Regions from separate parts of the Pan troglodytes genome. Here region 1 is linked to region 2. Evidence: chromatin contacts called from public Hi-C data. All regions are on one chromosome and are shown on one strand. Each heading gives the region's core, a stretch centred on a gene start, on an enhancer-like site or on the middle of the called end of the contact. The rest is flanking DNA. Distances are from core to core; before and after follow the strand shown.

Evidence for each region. A called contact is a pair of places that touch in the nucleus more often than the background predicts.
Region 1: a contact with region 2 is called in a Hi-C map of induced pluripotent stem cells, with 2.1 times the contacts expected there. The contact joins the enhancer-like site here to the promoter of LPL in region 2. A contact is called at or near these places in 2 of 7 Hi-C or Micro-C datasets (induced pluripotent stem cells and stem cell-derived neural progenitor cells).

The regions. Positions count from the first base shown.
Region 1 is chr7:28,420,724-28,424,279 of NHGRI_mPanTro3-v2.0_pri, forward strand. No RefSeq gene overlaps it. Among named protein-coding and RNA genes, the nearest start is that of SLC18A1, 69 kb to the right of the region's middle. Within about 2 kb of position 2,123, at least 1 of the 24 cell types and tissues checked has an H3K27ac peak or open chromatin away from gene starts, as enhancers often do. A contact at or near this core is called in induced pluripotent stem cells, where this site is marked.
Region 2 is chr7:28,246,427-28,249,981 of NHGRI_mPanTro3-v2.0_pri, forward strand. It overlaps LPL (lipoprotein lipase), which reads left to right and starts at 1,845. Exons shown (of 10, transcript XM_001149804.8): 1 at 1,845-2,162. The coding sequence starts at 2,075.

The sequences.
Region 1 (3,556 bases), core at 873-3,372, 170 kb after region 2:
TATTCTGTGATTTCCTTAGGCCAGAAAGGACAAGGATTTTGAAAGAGGCCCTCGGACTTCTGCACATGCCCCCAAATTATGCAACATCTTCAACAGAGAGAAAATGAAGCCAGGAACGACCAGCTACTTAAGGCAAAAGCAGTGGCAGGCAGGATCCAAGACCCTGACCTGGGCTCTGGCTTGCTTAGGTTTGGTACACTGCTGCAGCCTCTTCACCAGTCTGCCTGTCTCCTGCTGCCCCCTTCATCTACACTTCATGGCCCTGGCCAATCATCTTCCTGGACGACTGCCTCTATATGCTCCCTTCCCTTCTACCAGTAGGATGGAAGCCAGCTTCCTCTGACCCATTAGAGACTCTGAGGGTCCCTTAACCCAGACCCAGCCACCTCTTCCTCCTTAGCTTTCTTTTCTGCTCAACCTGACACTTCTGTCCTGGTGGCTTTTCACCCTGCCATTCCTCCCCCTTCTCTGTCTGTGGCCTGAATGTCCCTAGCATACCTGTGCTTTCCTCAAAATGCCTGCTTCTGTCTTTCCCAAGACGCATTCCCTTTCAGTCAGATGCCTGACTGAAACCCAGTCCCTTCTAAGTAGTACAGCCCAAACTCTGGCTTCCACAGCACTTTCCTGGGCCCACTTCTTCCCTTTAACTGTTTCAGAAACATTTCGCTCTTTCTCACTTCAATCAATCTCCTGCAATTATAAACTTTGATAATGCTTGGAGCTGAATGCTTCTGTCCCCCACTTGCCAAGTTTATATATTGAAGCTTTAACACCCAAGGGGATGATATTTGGAGATGGGTCCTCTGGGAGATGATTAGGATTAAATGAGGTCAGGAGGATGAGACCCTGGTCTGATGGACTTAGTGCCCTTAGAAGAAGGGATACCAGAGAGCTTTCTCTCTCCCTTTCTCCAGGAGCGTATACTAAAGAAAGTCCACAGGAGTAGGTGGAGTGGTAGCAGCCATCTGCCGGCCAGAAAGGGGGCCCTCGCCAGAACCTAGCCATGCTGGCACCTTGCTCTCAGCCTTCCAGCCTCCAGAATGTAGGCCATCCAATCTATAGGTTTTTATTTTGTTTTGTTTTGAAGACAGAGTCTCGTTCTGTTACCCAGGCTGGAGTGCAGTGGCACTTTCGGCTCACTGCAACCTCCACCTCCCAGGTTCAAACAATTCTCCTGCCTCAGCCTCCTGAGTAGCTGGGATTACAGCACTTGCCGCCACCATGCCTGGCTAATATTTTTGTATTTTTAGTAGAGATGGGGTTTCACCATGTTGGCCAGGCGGGTCTCGAACTCCTGACCTCGTGATCTGCCTGCCTCGGCCTCCCAAGGTACTGGGATTACAGACGTGAACCACTATGCCCAGCCTATTCTGTTTTCTTAAAAAATAAGCTCTAGCAAGGTTTTTTCGAGAAAAATTTGGCATGGTGTACCTTTCACCAGTCTGTTCTGGCACACCACTGGTGATACTATGATCGCCCTGATCAATGGTAGCCAGTATGCCTACTCTGTAGTATTTTCCACATGCTATGCCTGATTGGATATTATTGCTACCTTAGTGATGGACAAGTTTTGGCCAACATCATGTTGTCCTCTATTTTCTATTTCCTTGAAGTTGGGCAGTTGTTAGCAGGCATGGCCTATTTCGCTTTGCCTCACCTGATCATCTCTGGAGTCTGCTTACATCCCAGCACAGATTTTCTACTTTTCATGTGTTATAATCTAGAGTTGATGCATTCCAGTGAGTTTTTCTACAAAGCAAACATTAAGCACAGACCTGAAGGCCTCTTTTGCCACCACCTCAAAACTATGCCCATGGTAAAGGGAATTTGAGGAGACATAAAATTAAAAACAAAAACAAAATAACTGGATCTAGCTTTCTGAAGCCAAGCCCATTAATAAAACCTCCCCAAGTCATTGAGAGGGCCTCTGGGGTCCCTTGGGGCCCTGCGAATGCCAGTGGCCATGCTGTCACCTCAGTAGGCTTGCATCTGCCCACCCCTGCTGAGACTCATCTCTCCACGTGAATCCCAGGCTATGGTATTTTGTTATGGCAGCCTGAGCTGACTAAAGCAGATAATATTTCAAGTCTTTTGCTAAGTAACTTCTTTTTCTCTTGTTTTACTCTCTAATTCCCGACAGGATAGTGCCCTCTCCTGGAGAGCAAGGTCGTACCCACCTTAGCATCCTTCCCAGGAACTGACACTCAAATAGGGATTTGTCTCATTCAATCCAGTTCAGCATTTCAGACCAATTGAGGAAAGGCCTGTCTACATTTGTGAGAAAGTATGTTTCTGAATATAATTCAAGAGATCTAGTTTTATATTTTTTAAATTGTATTCTAACTAAAATCATTTTCTAAACGTATCATTTGAGAGAACTCCTTTTGAGTCTTTAACGTATAAATAGAAATTGTTGACTTAGTTGGATTTTAATGGGTTTTTCTTACTCTTGACAATGCTTACGTGGGCTTTTCATGCCTCTGAAGTATTCTGAATCTCCAACCTGCCATCGTGTTTACATTACTTCTTCCCAGTGTTGAATCAAGTTTGGCCTAAAGCTACCTCCTGACGCATTTTATGATCAGCCTAAAGGTTTCTCTATACATCATGAATTATAACCTAAATGGAGGTGTAAACAGACTGTAGCCTACTTTGTGCCTATCACTGAGTTTTGGCCAATCAAACGTGGCCATCTATTCAAAGTGTGCAAATAAGGCAAGCTCCAAGCTGTAACGAATCCACCTGTTTGTTCCTCACATCTGTTGTCTTTAAGTCACTTTCCTTTTTCTGTCCATAAATCTTCTTCCACCATGTGGCTGCGCTGGAGTCTCTGAGTCTATTCTGGCTCCAGAGGCTGCCCGATTCTCGAATTGTTCTTTGCTCAATTAAAACTCTTTTAAATTTAATACATCTGCTGTTTTTAACAACAGCAAGAACCACACTTCCTTTATAATCAATCATAAATCAATTCATCCTTCATCTGATCCACTGTGATTTCTCAGGAAATTAAAACAGAATTAGTGAGGTTTAACAATATGTGTATTTTACAGAACAAGTTTTCTTCTCCAATCAGTTCACATCTGCAAAACTTTATCTTTTCTTAGCATGCTTACTACAACATGGGAAAGAAAAACACCCCAAAAAAGTTGAGGGCTGGTTTTCCACTCCTCCCCTCCATCCGAGATGGGATGTTGACTCTGTCTCTGAAATTTATAGCAACACAGCTCTAATAGCAGAGACAAGGAAAGGCCTGGCTTCTTAGGAACTCACTGTACCTCCACTTAGAAATTTACGTGGCCCAGAGATCACAGCAGCTGATGAAAATAAGGGTGTGAGATTGTTAGACAGGATACCTAACTCAGTGGGGCTGCTGTGTCCTCATCGGGAAAAAGAATCACAATGCACTTCCTGTGTTCAAGTGGATGTTAGTTTGTTACCTACAGGAAGCACTCAGCAAAGCTTCTTAGATTATTGAAGAAGGAGCTGAAGAAGTCCTTATAACTATACTCTGAACAGCACAGTCTATTAAGCCTGAGGCCCTCTGCCTGGTTGGGAG
Region 2 (3,555 bases), core at 595-3,094:
CTTTAATTTTGTTATCTGGTTAGCCTGGGAAATCATTTTAAAAATACGCTATAAGTATCAGACTTTCCCTTAGCAATTACATAAAATCTCCTTGCAGTTTTCTGAAAGGCACAGAAGTGCAGTTTGGTTTGGTTGTCTTATCAAAGGACATTTATGCATGAAAATAGGCTGCAGGAGTATTCTATATAAGATAGCAGGCATTTCTGCACGTCTGTTTATATGCCATTCACACCATGAACACATCCAATGCAATTGTACTCATCTTCTGTCATTTTTTAAAATTAGAGTTTACTACATGATTTTTGGAGGACGGCCACATCATAGTTATTCATCCCTTGCATGGTCTGTTCTGCCACTTCTAAAGTTCTGCGAAGTTTAATTTTTGGCAGGTTTCAAGATTCTCTACATACTTTGTAGGTTAGAGTGAACGTGCACAGTATATTGTGTAATAATTGCAATACAAGACGGTGTGTTGTGGCACGGAATGCATCAACTTAAAGATAGAATTGTTGTGCAGAATAGAGACCTTTGAAATATTTGGGTATTATCAACTTTTATTTCATTTTTTGAGAAAAACTTAAAAAGTGAGCCCAGTTTTTTAAAAAGCATTTCGTTGTTCTAACCTACAATTGTGCATTGTATGTTTGTGTGTGTGTGTGACGGAGGGTGGGATGAATAAAAGGGGACATTAAAAATATTCAGACCATAAATATAGTAGATTGGAGGTTCTGATTTGATGAGCCAGTTTCTCAGCCATAAACTGAGAGGGGGTTGGGGATACACTTCATTGTCCTTCCTGGCTAATGTAAATCCCTTATATTTAAAAAGATATTTAAAAGTATTCCAAGCATTTCGGCAGAAAAGCATAGTATCTAATGTTATTTTTTTCTTATTTTATGTGCATGCCTCTTATCCATGTAAAAATAGCTTTACTGACTTATAATTTACACACTATATAATTCTCCCATTGAAAGTGCATAATTCTGTTGCTTTTAGTATATTTACAGAGTTGTGCAGCGTCAGCATAATGTAATCTAGAACATTGTCATCAACTACCCCCAAATCTCTATTCTTCCCTTCCCCTATTAATTACCCAGCCCCAGGCAAGCACTGATCTACTTTTGGTCTCTATAGATTTGTCTATTTGTGGACACTTTAAATGGAATCGTACAATATGTGTCTTTTGTGACTATCTTCTTTCACTTATCATAACTCAATACGGCTTTAGATTATTTGACCTCGATGTTCTGCCTCTGAACATAAAATATTATCCTTGCATTCCTTGATGAGTTTGAGGATTGAGAATAATTTGCATGAGACAAAAATTAGAAACTAGTTAGAGCAAGTAGGCTTTTCTCCATCACATAAGCTGATCCATCTTGCCAATGTTAAAACACCAGATTGTACAAGCACAAGCTGGGACGCAATGTGTGTCCCTCTATCCCTACATTGACTTTGCGGGGGTGGGGATGGGGTGCGGGGTGAGTGAGGGAGGACTGCAAGTGACAAACAGGATTCATCAAAAGAGAGGTGTATTAAAGTGCCTATCAAATGTAATTTAACAGCTAAACTTTCCCTCCTTGGAAAACAGCTGATTGTTGAGTATTTAACGTGAATCGATGTAAACCTGTGTTTGGTGCTTAGACAGGGGGCCCCGGGTAGAGTGGAACCCCTTAAGCTAAGCGAACAGGAGCCTAACAAAGCAAATTTTTCCGTCTGCCCTTTCCCCCTCTTCTCGTTGGCAGGGTTGAGCCTCATTACTGTTTGCTCAAACGTTTAGAAGTGAATTTAGGGCCCTCCCCCCAACTTATGATTTTATAGCCAATAGGTGATGAGGTTTATTTGCATATTTCCAGTCACATAAGCAGCCTTGGCGTGAAAACAGTGTCAGACTCGATTCCCCCTCTTCCTCCTCCTCAAGGGAAAGCTGCCCACTTCTAGCTGCCCTGCCCTCCCCTTTAAAGGGCGACTTGCTCAGCGCCAAACCGCGGCTCCAGCCCTCTCCAGCCTGCGGCTCAGCCGGCTCATCAGTCGGTCCGCGCCTTGCAGCTCCTCCAGAGGGACGCGCCCCGAGATGGAGAGCAAAGCCCTGCTCGTGCTGACTCTGGCCGTGTGGCTCCAGAGTCTGACCGCCTCCCGCGGAGGGGTGGCCGCCGCCGACCGTAAGTTTTGCGCGCAAACTCCCCTCCACCTGCAGACCCGGCGGGTGGCCACTGCCACCCGAACTGAGGATGAGAAGAAGGAAGTTGGAAGGGGCAGTGGATGCGCCCAGGGACTCTCCCAGCCTGGGCTCTAGCCCCGAAACGGTCCCCGGAGTGGGATCCAGGAGGGGCCGGGAGGGAATCTCCTCCCGATCGTGAAGCGGCGGCGCCCAGTTCCCGCTTTTTCTCTCTGCCGGGTTCCCGCGCTATCTCTTCCACTCTGGCTGGGACCGCGTTCCCGGGCGCGCAGGCTCCGCCGGGGAGGTTCCGGGGTGTGGGGGCCGGGACGGCGGAGGCGGGGAGTAAGGGCCCGGCTGGCGGTGACCTGCAGTCACCTCTCTGCCGGAGGGGCTCTGGAATGAAAGGCGCGCGGGCCAAGGTGACCTCGGCTTGGTTGGCACTGCGGCTCAGCCCCCGCCCGGGGACTCGCGGGCCGACTGTGGCCCCTTCTGGGGAAGCCGGGGCGCGGGGAGGCGTTCCGGGCATCTCAGCCGCACGGGGCACGCTCGCCCTCGGCGGGGCCCCTCGCTCCGCTGTGGGAGTGGCAGTGGGTGTCGGGGTGGAGAAAGGACGCGTGGCGCGGAGTCCTGGGGACGCGGCGTCCCACCCGCTCTGGGGAGCCCGGGACTCTCTCCAGCTTCCAGGCTCGCATGCGCCTCTTTTCTTAGTGCCCTGAGAACCCAGCGAGGGGCTGACCCTCCCGAAACCGTGGCGCAGCCACCAGCAATCTGTGGTCGCCGACTCGGGGGTTGCCAGGTCTGCATTTGGCCACCCTTTCTGTCCTGGGGGCTGAGGCCAGCTCCGGGCGCCCGGCCCCGCCGCGCGGCTGCGAGCACGTGGGGTTGACGGGCGCCGCGTGGAGGCAGCGAGCACAACGGTGGTCACCGCCGCCAGGGAACCGCCCGCTCGCTGGGGTCCAGGCGCTCGGGGCCAAATGAGAATGTCTCAGACCTGTCCGCAATGGAGGCAGCCTGCTTAATTCGAACCTCGATTCAGTAAACATGCAACAGCAGCATAGAGAGCAGCTGAAGCCATTCATAACACGGGACAACATTTCCTTTTTTCTTCCTTGCTGGAATTGCAATTAGGGCGGTGTCGCTTGGATGTGCTCTCAGGCGGCACGTCCCCAGCGGTTCAAGTTATAATAGAGTCTGTCCATAGCTTTGATGGCCGCTAAACGTTTGTTTTATTTTGGCATTAATTTGTGAAACATTTTTGTTAGATTAAAAAACAAAAAGTTGGCAGGGAGCAGTGGCTCACCCATGTAGTCCCAGCACTTCGGGAGGCCGAGGCCGGAAGACAGCTTGAGCCCAGAAGTTCGAAATCAGCCTGGGCAACATAGGGAGACACCGTC